Linked DNA regions of Sus scrofa: region 2 is linked to region 1. The links are chromatin contacts, called in public HiChIP or PLAC-seq maps. All regions are on one chromosome and are shown on one strand. The core of a region is the stretch at or near the end of the contact, and the rest is flanking DNA. Distances in the headings are between cores, read along the strand shown.

Region 1 (7,030 bases), core at 1,400-3,899:
TTGTAGGATTTGAAAAGACTTTAATTCAAACCTCAGAACCTTAGCATCTCAGCTCTTCATTTACTGAGTTGAAGGACCTTGGGCAGCTTGTTTATTTAGGCTCTGTGTGCTTCGATTTCTTTATGTAGTTAATAATACTTAGTGTGCCTAGGCTGTTGGATATGATGTGTATACAGTTCCTTCTTTGGTGCAGGTTAAAGGCTTTACAAAGGTTGCTACCTTTGCTGTTTCTTGCTGGACCACACTCTTTGGCTTGTGTGAACTGGAGCTGAGGGCAAAGTCTTGCTCTAACAAATGAATGGACTGAATTGTCTTCTGTACTGCGATATGGGACCAGCGCTCTCTACTTAAGGAAGGGAACCATGAGCCAAGGCAGAAAGCATTTTGAAAGGAGTAGAACATTTTTTTTCCCAACATCTTAATACATTTTATTATTATTACTATTTTTAGTAGTAATTTCGCCAATATAATTTTTTTTCCTACCGTACAGCATGGTGACCCAGTTACACATACATGTACACATTCTATTTTCCCACATTATCATGTTCCATCATAAGTGACTAGACACAGTTCCAAGTGCTACACAGCAGGATCTCATTGCTTATCCATTCCAAAGGCAATAGTTTGTATCTATTATCCCCAAGCTCCCTAACCACCCCATTCCCTCCCCCTCCCCCTTGGCAACCACAAGTCTATTCTGCAAGTCCATGATTTTCTTTTCTATGGAAAGTTTCATTTGTGCCTTATATTAGATTCCAGATATGAGCCATATCATATGGTATTTATCTTTCTCTTTCTGACTTACTTCACTCAGTATGAGAGTCTCTAGTTCCATCCATGTTGCTGCAAATGGCATTATGTTGTTCTTTTTTATGACTGAGTAGTATTCCATTGTGTATATATACCACATCTTCCTAATCCAATCATCTGTCAATGGACATTTGTTGTTTCCATGTCTTGGCTATTGTGAATGGAGCTGCAATGAACATGCAGGTGCATGTGTCTTTTTTAAGGAAAGTTTTGTCCAGATATATGCCCAAGAGTAGGATTCCTGGGTCCTATGGTAGTTCTATGTATAAATTTCTAAGATACCTCCACACTGATATCCATAGTGACTGTACCAGCTTACATTCCCACCACTGTGCAGGAGGGTTCCCTTTTCTCCACACCCTCTCCAGCATTTGTTATTTGTGGACTTATTAATGATGGCCATTCTGACTGGTGTGAGGTGGTATCTCGTGGTAGTTTTGATTTGCATTTCTCTAATAATCAGTGATGTTGAACATTTTTTCATGTGCTTGTTGGCCATCTGTACATCTTCCTTGGTAAAATGTCTATTCAGGTCTTTTGCCTGTTTTTCAGTTGGGTGGTTGCTTTTTTGCTGTTGAGTTGTATAAATTGCTTGTATATTCTAGAGATTAAGCCCTTGTCAGTTGCATCATTTGAAACTATTTTCTCCCATTCCGTAAGTTGTCTTTTTTGTTTCCTTTGCTGTGCAAAAGCTTTTCAGTTTGATTAGGTCCCATTGGTTTATTTTTGCTCTTATTTCTGTTGCTTTGGGAGACTGACCTGAGAAAATAATTCATAAGATTTTTATCAGAGAATGTTTTACCTATGTTCTCTTCCAGGAGTTTGATGGTGTCTTGTCTTATATTTAAGTCTTTCAGCCATTTTGATTTTATTTGTGTGCATGGTGTGAGGGTGTGTTCTAGTTTCATTGATTTACATGCAGCTGTCCAGGTTTCCCAGCACTGCTTGCTGAAAAGACTGTCTTTTTCTCATTTTATGAGTAGAACATTTTTTGTTCATCATGTATTGGGGAACATCTGTTACTGATCTGGGCCTTCCCACTTTCTTGGTAGACTGCTGTTAAACCCTCGCCCTTCCCTTCTGCTGGTAGGAAGTTATTAACACTGAATAGCTTTTCATGTTTAATAGCTCAATTAACTCTGGCCCTTCAGTATTGCTTGATGCTTTGGACTCTTATGGGAAGCTTCACTTGCTTAGCCCTACTTTGGGTTTCCTGCTTTTCAGTTTTCATTGTCATGTTAATCCTTTAATAGCAGTTAGCTTTTCTTCTTTTTGGTTCTGGCATAGTGCTTAATGTAATAGATGGAGGAGTCACAATTTTCAGTCATATTTGGTTTCATCAGGAGGATGGTGTTAGGCCTTCCTTCATGGTTATCTGGATTTAGCATTTTTGATGGGATTTGTAGGACTTTGAAGTTTCCTTGATCTCTTAATGAGTAAAAGAAAGAGATTTTATATCTTACAACACATGGCTATCAAAATAAGAGAACTGATGATGTGGGGATATCTTTTAAAATAAGAAAAAAATTTTGAATACCCACTGCGGAAGATTCTGTGCTAGGTGTTTTTTTAAGCTGTTGGTTACAGGAAACCAGTAGAGAAAATAAATAGGGACAATGAAGGAAAGGTGAGTAGAATTCAATTAGATTTGAGCACACTGTAAATACTTAAAAAAAAAAAAAAAAAAAAGAGTTCTTGGCTGTGGCTCAGTGCAGACAAACCCAACTAGCATTCATGAGAACACTGGTTCGATCCCTGGCCTTGTTCAGTGGGCTAAGGGATCTGTCTTTGTCATGAGCTGTGGTGTAGGTTGCAGACGTTGCTCAGATCCTGAGTTGCTGTGGCTGTGGCATAGGCCTGTGGTTGCAGCTGAGTCAACCCCTAGCCTGGGAACTTCCATGTGCTGCAGATACTGCCTTAAAAAAATAGCAAATAAATAAAGTGAAGCAGTTCTGATTGTAAACACTACCTCTGTTGCCTTTCTATATGTATTTCTTTTTTTCTTTCATTTTTTGTCTTTTAGGGCTACCCCAGGGAATATGGAGGTCCCCAGGCTAGAGGTCAAAACAAATCCTAGCTGTAGCCACCCACTTACACCACAGCCAAAACACCAGATCTGAGCCACATCTGAGACCTATGCCACAGCTTGGGAACTTCCACATGCCCCTTGTGAGGCCCCCCAAAAAAGAAATAGCTGGACATATTTGGTTGCTTGTGTGTTTTTTGTTTGTTTGTTTGTTTTTAGGGCTGTACCTGTGGCATATGGAAGTTCCCAGGCTAGGGGTTGAATCAGAGCTATAGCTGCTGGCCTACACCACAATCATAGCAGCATAGGATCTAAGCCTAATCTTAGACCTACACCACAGCTCATGGCAGTGCTGGATCCTTAACCCACTGAGCAAGAAGGCCAGGGATCGAACCTGCATCCTCATGGTTACTAGTCAGGTTCGTTACCCCTGAGCCACAATGGGAACTCCCAGATTTGGTTTTCATTCCCAATTTTTTTTTCTTTTTTGGCTACCCTTGGCATGTGGAGTTCCCAGGCCAGGGATCATATCCGAGCTGCAGTTGTGACCTACACAGCAGCTGGCAATCCCACTTTGCTAGGCCAGGGATTGAACCTGTGTCCCAGTGCTCCAGAGATGGTGTAACTCCTCCAATGTTGTTGTTGTTGTTGTTAGGAATTTGGAGGACTGCCCATTGGACAGTTTTTTGTTTTTTGTTTTTTTTGTTTGTTTGTTTTTTTTCATTCTAAGAAAGTTTTTGGTGGCAATAATTATTATAGTATAATTTAGGTAACACTGGTAGTAATTAAAGTAAGCAAATAGAACTATTTTGGATCAATTTCAAATTCATGTGTACTTTTCCATTTTATTTTTTTTATGGAAGGAAAGTAATAAAATAACATGGAACCAAAAGAATAAAGACTTTTGGTTCAGTATTTTACAGATTGATGCCATGTTTGTGGTGTATTAATGTCTTTAGCAGAGAACTATGATTGCTTTGATGGCTGCACAGTGGTCCATTGTATGGACATAATTGATTCCTTTCCTTATTTATTGTTGATCGTTTAGATTATTTATAATATTTTGCAATTAGAAACAATGCTACAGTGAATTAACATTTATCCAGCATTCATTGCAACATTTTAAAAAATTTAAGTATAGTAGATTTACAGTGTTGTACTAATTTCTGCTGTAAAGTGATTCATTGTATATATACGTGTGTGTGTGTGTATGCACACACACACACACGTATATATGCGCACACACATTCTTCCTTATATTAATTTTCCATTATGGTTTATCACAGGATGTTCCCTGTGCCATGCAGTAGGACCTTGTTTATACATTCTATGTGTAATAGTTTGCATCTGCTAATCCCAAACTCCCACTCCATTTCTCCCCCAACCCCCTCCCCCTTGACAACCACAAGTCTGTCTTGTGTAAATCTGTTTCTGTTTTGTAGATAGCTTCATTTGAGTCTGTTACTGTTTTGCAAATAGGTGCATTTGTGTCATATTTCACATATACTGGACAAAACTATAATTCAAGGTGCATATACTCCTTTGTTCATAGCAGCACTATTCCCAGTAGCCAAGACATGGAAACAACCTAGTTATCTATGGACAGTTGAATGAATTAAGAAGATGTGGTGCATATATACAATGGAATACTATTCAGCCATTAAAAAGAACAAAATAATGCCATTTGCATGCAGCAACATAGATGCAAATATCGATCATTATACTAAGTATGTCAGAAAGAGAAAGACAAATACTGTATGATATCACCTATATGTAGAATATAAAATATGGCACAAATTAACCTATCTACAAAACAGACACAGACTCACAGGTTTAGAGAACAAACTTGTGGTTGCCAGGGACGGGGGAGTTGGGAGAGGAATGAAGTGGGATGTTGGGGTTAGTAGATGTAAGCTATTATATATAGAATGGATAAACAATGTGGTCCTACTGTATAGCACAGAGAACTATATTCAGTATCCTATGATAAAACATAATGGAAAAGAATATTTAAAAAGTATGTGTATAACTATGTATATGTATAACTGAATCACTTTTCTATGCAGCAGAAATTAATGCAACATTGTAAATCAGCTATACTTCAGTTTTAAATGGCAAAAATAAAAAAAGAAATAATGCCATTTGCAGCAACATAGATGAACTTAGAGGCTATCATACTAAGTTAAGTAAGGTGGCGTTGTTTGTTTGTTTTTCATCATGCCTGTGGCATGTAGAAGTTCCCATGCCTGGGATCAAACCTGAGCCACAATGGTGACAACACCAAATCCTTAAACACTAGGCCCCCGGGGAATTGAACTTGTGCCACCAGGGAGTCAGGTCTAATCATTAACCTGCCATGCCACAGCAGGAATTCCAGTCTTTTTAATTTTTGTCAGTTGATAGGCAAAAATGACATCTTTTTATTTATCTTTTATTTTATTTTATTTATTTATTTTTGCCCTCATCCATGGCATGCGGAAGTTCCCAGGAGAGGGATCGAACCCGAGCTACGGTAGTAACCTGAGCCACAGTAGTGACAGTGCTTATCCTTAACCACTAGGCCACAAGGGAATCCCTTATTTATCTTTTAAAATCTATACTTTTTTTTTTTTTTTTTTTTTGTCTTTTTAGGGCTGTACTCATGAGATATAGAGGTTCCCAGGCTAGGGGTTGAATCAGAGATGTAGCCACTGGCCTACGCCACAGCCACAGCAACACCAAATCCTTAACCCATTGAGTGAGGCCAGGGGCTCGAAACTTCGTCCTCAGGGATACTAGTCAGATTTGTTTCTGCTGAGCCATGACGGGAACTCCTAAAATCTATACATTTTATTTAGCTTTTGACTAGGTTTTGCATGGACTTAAAAGCTTATAGTTTACCCTTCCACCCTTTTTTCTGGCCCTAATTTGTTTCGTCTCAGTTTTTTTTTTTGTATTTTCCTATATGTATTTTATGCATATATGAACAAATTCATATAATACACTTTTCCTGTTAATTGGCATAGCATTTGTAACACATATACACAAAGGATTATATTAAAATATTCTATATTTACATGAGGTTATTTCTGGATTTTTTTTTTTTTCTCTTTTAAGTTGCTGTCTTTATGAGTCAGGTTTCTTTCCTTTTTTTTTTTTAATTTTTTTTATTTTTCGACCACACCCATGACATGTGGAAGTTCCCAGGCCAGGTGTGTAATCCTAGCCGCATCTCTCTGTGGCCTACACCATATCTGTGGCAACGCTGGATCTTAACCCACTATACCAGGCCGGGGATTGAACCGGCAACACCCCAGAGACAAGCCAGATTATTAACCCACTGTGCTATAGCAGGAACTCCTGAACCAGATTTCTTTTTGTCTTGTATTATATGACCTTCGGTACAGTGTTACGATAGTGGTAATACAAGGCCTCCTGGTCTTCCCCTCTAATAGAAAAAAAAAATGCTTTTAATGTTTTACCATTTAGTAAGATGATTGCTTAGATTTCTTTTAGGTAGTCCTTCCCAAATTAAGGTAAATCCCTCTATTCCTACTTGGCTAATTAAAAGAAAATCGTAATGAATGTTGATTTTGTGTGTGTGTGTGTGTGTCTTTTTTAGGGTCTTACCTGAGGCAAATGGAAGTTTCCAGGGAAGGGGTCGAATTAGAGCTGTAGCTGCCCACCTATGCTACAGCCACAGCAATAAGGGATCTGAGCCACGTCTGTGACCTATACCACAGCTCAAGGCAATGCCGCATCCTTAACCCACTGAGCAAGGCCAGGGATTGAATCTGCATTGTCATTAGCCTTGAGCTGAAGTCTTTTGTAAGCTATGACTCATCCTTTGTCTCATTCTTTCTTTTACCAGGAAATACACTGAATATTAATTTCAGAAATTTCAATTATCCCTCTGAAGAGTGTGTTGCTCATTAAAATATATGGAACTTTTTATGATAACAGCCACAAATTGGTCTATACTTAGTGCCTGCACCAAATCCCATATAAATAGAGGGAGAGATCTGATCAACTGTGTATAGAGAGAGGCTTTTTTTTTTTTGTCTTTTAGGGCCACACCCACATGGAGGTTCCCAGGCTAGGGGTCACATGGAGGTTCCCAGGCTAGGGGTCCAATTGGAACTGTAGCTGCTGGCCTATGCCACAGCCACAGCAACTTGGGATCCAAGCTATGTCTGAGACCTACACCACAGCTCA
Region 2 (6,236 bases), core at 415-2,914, 440 kb after region 1:
GCCGACACTTGCCCAGCAAAAGTTAGAGAGGTGTCTGTCTTCTCCACAGTGAGGACGGTGCCAACCAGAAGGCAGGAACTGAGCCACAAGCTCAGCCGTTAAGGGTCACCCAATTACATGACAATGGCAGGACGGCAAAACAGCCACAGCTCTTGCACCCCAGGACCTTCTCTCAGGCTGCCTTCGAGTCCTGGTCCTTTTTGTCTTCACATCTAAGATCTTCCACCACTCAAGATGGAAGAGACCTTGGAGATATATCATTTGAGTACCCAGTCCCTGCTTTATTGCAGGCCATAAAAAAGACCTGACTTGCCCAGAGTCCCAGGGTGAGAAATCCTGCTATGCCCAGCAGCCTCGTTTGAGGGCAGGCTGGTCCAGCTCGTCAAGCTCAAATAAAGGCTCCAAAGCTTCTTTGCTGGTGGCCGCCCTCCCCACCTGCTGGTGTGTGAGGTAGAAGACCAAATCCGCCCCTCCCCATCACCTCCTCACAGTCTCCCTGGTCTGGCTCCAGGTCAGTGGTCCTCCTGGGAAGCCTGAACACACTGGTGAACAGGAGTGGTTCTCAGCCAGGTCTGCAGAATCACCCAGCTCCCTGCCACCCACACCCCAGCTGCTCATTTGCTAGTCAAAATCTAGGGATCCCTAAGGGAGCTCAGGAAAGCCTCACGCATGCCTTAGTCAAAGAGCTGAGAAGGACCATTCCAAGGGACAAAGGCAACTCCTGGGTGGGGCGGGGAAGACCCAGGAGGGCTCTAGGGAGATGGTACCATCAGGGAGTGTGAGGAAGTGGGGGGCGGCGGGGGGAAGGCCACCGCCTTGGGGCCAACACAAGGCACGCAGGGATCCTCCCCTCTGGTTACCAACACCTCACAAGGACCCTACTAAGCAAATCTAGGCTCTCTGGAGAGCTGCCCATCCACAGGATGAGAGGGAAGTGGGCCCCTCCACATAAGCAGATGGACAGTGGCTCCCACAGCTCTTTCCACATGGGCCATCTCACCAACCCCAACACCACACACTACATGTGGCCGCCCCAAAGGACACGACAACAGTGGAAAGGAGAGGGTGAAGGACAGGAAACAAACACTGTTAAGTGCTTCCGCGTGCTAGGAGCTACGCCTAGTCCTTGGCACCAGATGACAAACTGTTTCATCTGTGTTCCCCTCCCCCAGCCCTGACAACAGCCTGAAGGGATGGGTGGCAGTCATCATCTTTATTTTCAAATGAGAAAGACAGGCTCCCGGAGGCTAAGTCAGAAAGTCCTCCCTCCCAGGTCACTGTCCTTCTGTCCGCCTGACTTTCAGCTTCAACTCCAGCCAGAGAGGGAGCCAAGTCCTGTTCCAGACAGGGCCTGTCTCCCAGCAGTGGCGGCAGCGGCAGCAGCAGCGGCAGTGGCTGGGCTAAAAGGCCTAGGGTGGGCTGGAGAGCCTCCCTGCTTCAGGCAACCCTCTCCTCACACCCCTATAAACGCCAGCTGTGTGGGATGGCAGGAAGCGGTGGAGTTGCCATTTCCCTCAGCTCTGAGGCTGCCCATCTGTTTCCTGGGATAGGACTCCCTGCCCCCACCCACCCCCAGTCCGGAAATTCACTTGTTCTGGGGCTATGGGAAAAGGGAACTGTGCGGCTCCCTCCCTCCCCAGGGGGTGGTGGCAGAGGCTGTGGCTGCAGCCACCCCTTTCAGGCCTCCTGCCCTGAAGGCTCTAGCTAGCCAGCTCCTACCATTGGTTCTGAGAACACGAGGAGGGGGCAGGCCAAAGAGGTTATTGCCCCAGAAGCGCCAGTGCCCAGCCTCAGAGCAGCCACAACACTCTCCTCCCTTCCTGCTTCTGGCCTGACTGGCATCCCTGGCTGCCTGCTTCACTGATCATCCCAGCATGGAGGGTGGGGTGAGGGGGTGACTTTCTGGATAGAAGTTAGTGGAAAGTTTAAAAGAAAAAAAAAAAGAAAAAAGAAAAAACCCTGACATGGTCATTTGCAAGTGAGCACTGCCCCCTGCTGGACACTCTAGTACACCCATCTGAGCTACACGCGGCGCAGATACAAGCAAGGAAAAAGCACATCAGCTTAACACCCTTGGCTATATGTCTCAACCTTTTCTTGTATTCAAAATTAAACCCAGTTCTATTTTTTTCAATTTTACTTTTTTTCTTATTTTTTAAAAAAATCTTTTTGTTTGATTGTTTATTCTTTTTTTAAACCCAGTTCTAAACTGAGGCCTCTTTTGCCTTATTGCAGTAGTTTTTCTGAATAAAATCTGTTTTTACCACTTCTAGTTTTTCTTTAATACATCAAATGAGTTTTAAAAGGAAGGGAGCAGCAGGGGAGCTGGATCAAGATGGTGGGGTAGTAAGACGTGGCACTCACCTTCTCCCACAAACACATCAAAAGGAAGGGAACAGGAGTTCCTGCCGTGGCACAGTGCATTAAGAAGCCCACTGCAGGGAGTTCCCGTCGTGGCGCAGTGGTTAACGAATCCGACTAGGAACCATGAGGTTGCAGGTTCGGTCCCTGCCCTTTCTCAGTGGGTTAAGGATCCAGCGTTGCCGTGAGCTGTGGTGTAGGTTGCAGACACGGCTCAGATCCCACGTTGCTGTGGCTCTGGCGTAGGCCGGTGGCTACAGCTCCAATTCAACCCCTGGCCTGGGAACCTCCATATGCCGGGGGAGTGGCCCAAGAAATAGCAACAACAACAACAAAAATTAAAAAAAAAAAAAAAAAGAAGCCCACTGCAGTGTCTCAGGTTGCTGCAGAGGTTCGGGTTCAATCCCCAGCCCCACACAGTGGGTCAAAGGATCCAGTGTTACCACAGCTGCCACACAGGTCACAGCTGTGGCTTGAATTCAGTTCCTGGCCCAGGAACTTCCATATGCCACAGGTATGGCCATAAAATTTAAAAAATTTAAAAAAAAAAAAAAAAAAGGAGAAGGGAGCAAAACCACATGGGCTGTGGCAGGCAGGAATCCTGGCTTTTGTGTGAAGTGTTTGCGGAGAATTTGAAAAGGCAGAAAGGAATAGGGAGGGCGGCACAGCCTGGCAAGGGCTGGGCCAGAGCAAAGGCCCTCGGGATGGAACGTGGGGCAGTGGGAGAGTGATAGTCGAAGGGCCTAGGATACCAGATGAGAGAGAAGGATTCACACCTGCTGGCTTTCACACTGTTTAAAGCCTTGAACTTCTCCCACAAAAAGAATCTGCCCCAGAACCCCAATATATAAAACCAGTCAAAGCTGAGGTGATCTGACCAAGGGCAGAGGGCTAAACCCTCCACCCCAACATACTGTTGTGACCCCTGGGCATCTCTAAACAGAGTCTAAAACCAGAGCTGCAGGCAACAGGGAGCCCCTAAGGCTCCAGTGCCTTCTGACTAACAGGACAGCCGTGTCATAAAAGGAGGGAGGATAGAGCTGCAGTGTCCAGGATGGAGTGAAAGCAGAGGCAGGGAGCCCAGGGTAGCAAAGGGACACTGAGAACTCACTGTACTGCTCCAGCCAGCCTTTCTCCCACACCATGACCTCAGGAAACTAAGTTCAGAGTTTGGGAACCGAAACCCTCCCCTCACCCTTTGTCTACACCACCTATCCTAGCTCCTGGTGAGACTGTCACATCTGTCTCTGCCTCCTGCATCCACCTCATACCACTGCACAAGGAAGACTTTCACAAACATCATGATTAAGAAAAAGAGGAGTTCCCATCATGACTCAGTGGTTAATGAACCCAATTAGGATCCATGAGGATGCAGGTTCAATCCCTGGCCTCGCTCAGTGGGTTAAGGATCCGGCGTTGCTGTGAGCTGTGGTGTAGGTCACAGAGTTGGCTCAGATCTGGCGTTCCCGTGGCTGTGGTGTAGGCCGGCAGCTAAAGCTCTGATTGGACCCCTAGCCTGGGAACCTCCATGTGCTGCGGGTGCGGCCCTAAAAAGAAAAAGACAGAAAAAGAAAATGCTGAGCATACTGCACAAAAGCAAGCTGGCCTCAGAGCATGAGCTCTCCAATGCCAGAGGCTGCCATGCATGTCTAGGAGGGATACTCACGCCAGGAATATCCAAAAGTCTTGACACTAGAAGAGGCAACTTCAAGGCTGCAACACTCCCAGTAACACCTATGAGAACTCGGAACTGTCTCTCCAAGGGAGCAGCAGCTGAACATGTGGCCCTTGATTCCATGTGGGGTCTGGTGACTTCAGGTCCTGGAAGCTTGCTAGAACTGGGCTCCATACAGCTCTGTCAGAATTTAAGATCTAAAAGTAGAATAAGAGGTGCCTGCTTCATTCATACATTCAACTAAAATGTGTTCAGCACTCTGTGTTAGACCCCGAGCCAGATACTGGGGTTTCTGAGGGTCAACAGACCCAGCTTCTGGGAGCACAGAGTTTGATAGGGAGATCAGAGAGGAGCTCCCTGGTGGCTCAGTAGGTTAAGGACCTGGCATTGTCACTGCCATGGTGTGGATTTGATCCTGGCCTGGGAACTTTTGCATGCCGTGGGTGCAGCAAAAAAATAAAAAATAAAAAGACTCAGGCACATACCCACATGAACTGAGAATCATGTTTGGGTCCATTATCCCACTCCTACTTGGAAAGATCTCCCAAGGGCCCAGACCCCTCTCAGCAGGGTTTGTTAAGCACAGGCCAGTTCCCTGGAACAAGATTACCCCCAAAGTTCCATTTGCCAGGGATTTCAGTTCTGCTGTCTGTCGGGACCTCAGCCAGGGCCTTACCCAGAGGAGAACTGAGTCTACTCTAGGGTCTGCAGAACCCTGTTAGCAACTTACAAGGTCTAGAGGGACTATCAGCCAGCTTCTTTCCCCAAACTAATCAGTATGCTAATTAGCATCCACAGTAGGTGACGGAGGCTTTTTCGTTTTGGCAGTACTCACAACAGGTGGATGTTCCCGGGCCAGTGATCAAATCCACCCCACAGTTGTGAACTGTGCCACAGCTATGGCAACACCAGATCCTTGACCTGCTGTGCCACTAAGGAATTTCCATACTTTTTTTCTTTTTAGGGCCACACCCGTGGCACACGGAGGTTCTCAGGCTAGGGGGTCCAATCAGAGCTGTAGCTGCCGGCCTTCGCCACAGCCACAGCAATGTGGGATCTGAGCCACATCTGTGACCTACACCACAGCTCATGGCAATGCTGGATCCTTAACCCACTGAGCAAGGCCAGCGATTGAACCCGCAACCTCATGGTTTCTAGTCAGATTCATTTCCACTACGCCATACCAGGATTTCCAGGAACTTCCAATTCTTGACTCTACAGGAAAACCCACCTGCAAGATTCTAAACCTTGACCCTGTCCCACCTCAGCCAACTGGTGCTAGGACAGGGAGACTCCTGCAAACCTAGAAGCTGAACTTAAAACCTCCTCCACATCAAACTGATATCATTCCTAAGGAATAGGTTACTGAAAGCAATCATTTAAACTTGGGGCAGGAATCCATACTGATGACGTCAACTGCCTCCCCACAGCAGGTGTTACAGCCCAAGATTTACTAATTAGTCTGCTGAGCAATCTTCATTAAGGACCAAAGCCTACCTACCTTTCTAGAAAAGGGAGGTTGAGAGGGCATAGGTACTTGAAGAATAGAATGTAGATAATTTGGGAGTTCCCGTCATGCCTCAGTGGTTAATGAATCCAACTAGGAACCATGAGGTTGTGGTGTTCGATCCCTCACTTAGCGGGTTACGGATCTAGTGTTGCCATAAGCTGTGGTGTAGGTTGCAGAGCCAGCTCGGATCCCGCGTTGCTGTGGCTCTGGCGTAGGCTGGTGACTACAGCTCCGATTAGACCCCTAGCCTGGGAACCTCCATATGCCACGGGAAGTGGCCCTAGAAAAGGCAAAAAGACAACAACAAAAAATTAAAATCTAAATGTAAATTTTCCCCTGGCCACTTTTTATGCCACCCTAGATACTGTAACTTCTTCAAGCTCATATGGGAAATATCTGAGGTAACTAGAAATATGAGAACATCTAGCCCATTGTAAAAGTATGAGTATAAACCAAAGTTTACCCTTTTCATGATTTTTCTTTCATTATGCTAATCATATGTGTTAAGAAGCAGAAAACATTCTTCAGTTGTTAACAAATCCTGCTAGGAACCATGAGGTTGCGGGTTCGATCCCTGCCCTTGCTCAGTGTGTTAAGGATCCGGCGTTGCCGTGAGCTGCAGTGTGGGTTGCAGACGTGGCTCGGATCCCGAGTTGCTGTGGCTCTGGCGTAGGCTGGCGGCTACAGCTC

What was found. HiChIP or PLAC-seq counts read pairs in DNA pulled down with a chosen protein or histone mark.
Region 2: a contact with region 1 is called in an H3K27ac HiChIP or PLAC-seq map of alveolar macrophages. The contact joins two enhancer-like sites. A contact is called at or near these places in 1 of 47 Hi-C or Micro-C datasets (epiblast stem cells) and 1 of 2 datasets of contacts at active chromatin or transcription factors (alveolar macrophages).

Annotation. Positions count from the first base shown.
Region 1 is chr7:58,101,627-58,108,656 of Sscrofa11.1, forward strand. All of the region lies in intron 1 of PTPN9 (tyrosine-protein phosphatase non-receptor type 9), which reads left to right. Among named protein-coding and RNA genes, the nearest start is that of PTPN9, 27 kb to the left of the region's middle. Within about 2 kb of position 2,650, at least 2 of the 83 cell types and tissues checked have an H3K27ac peak or open chromatin away from gene starts, as enhancers often do. A contact at or near this core is called in alveolar macrophages, where this site is marked.
Region 2 is chr7:58,540,892-58,547,127 of Sscrofa11.1, forward strand. PPCDC (phosphopantothenoylcysteine decarboxylase) reads right to left here. Exons shown (of 6, transcript NM_001243368.1): 2 at 4,028-4,233. The coding sequence starts at 4,210. Among named protein-coding and RNA genes, the nearest start is that of PPCDC, 5.3 kb to the right of the region's middle. Within about 2 kb of position 1,665, at least 42 of the 83 cell types and tissues checked have an H3K27ac peak or open chromatin away from gene starts, as enhancers often do. A contact at or near this core is called in alveolar macrophages, where this site is marked.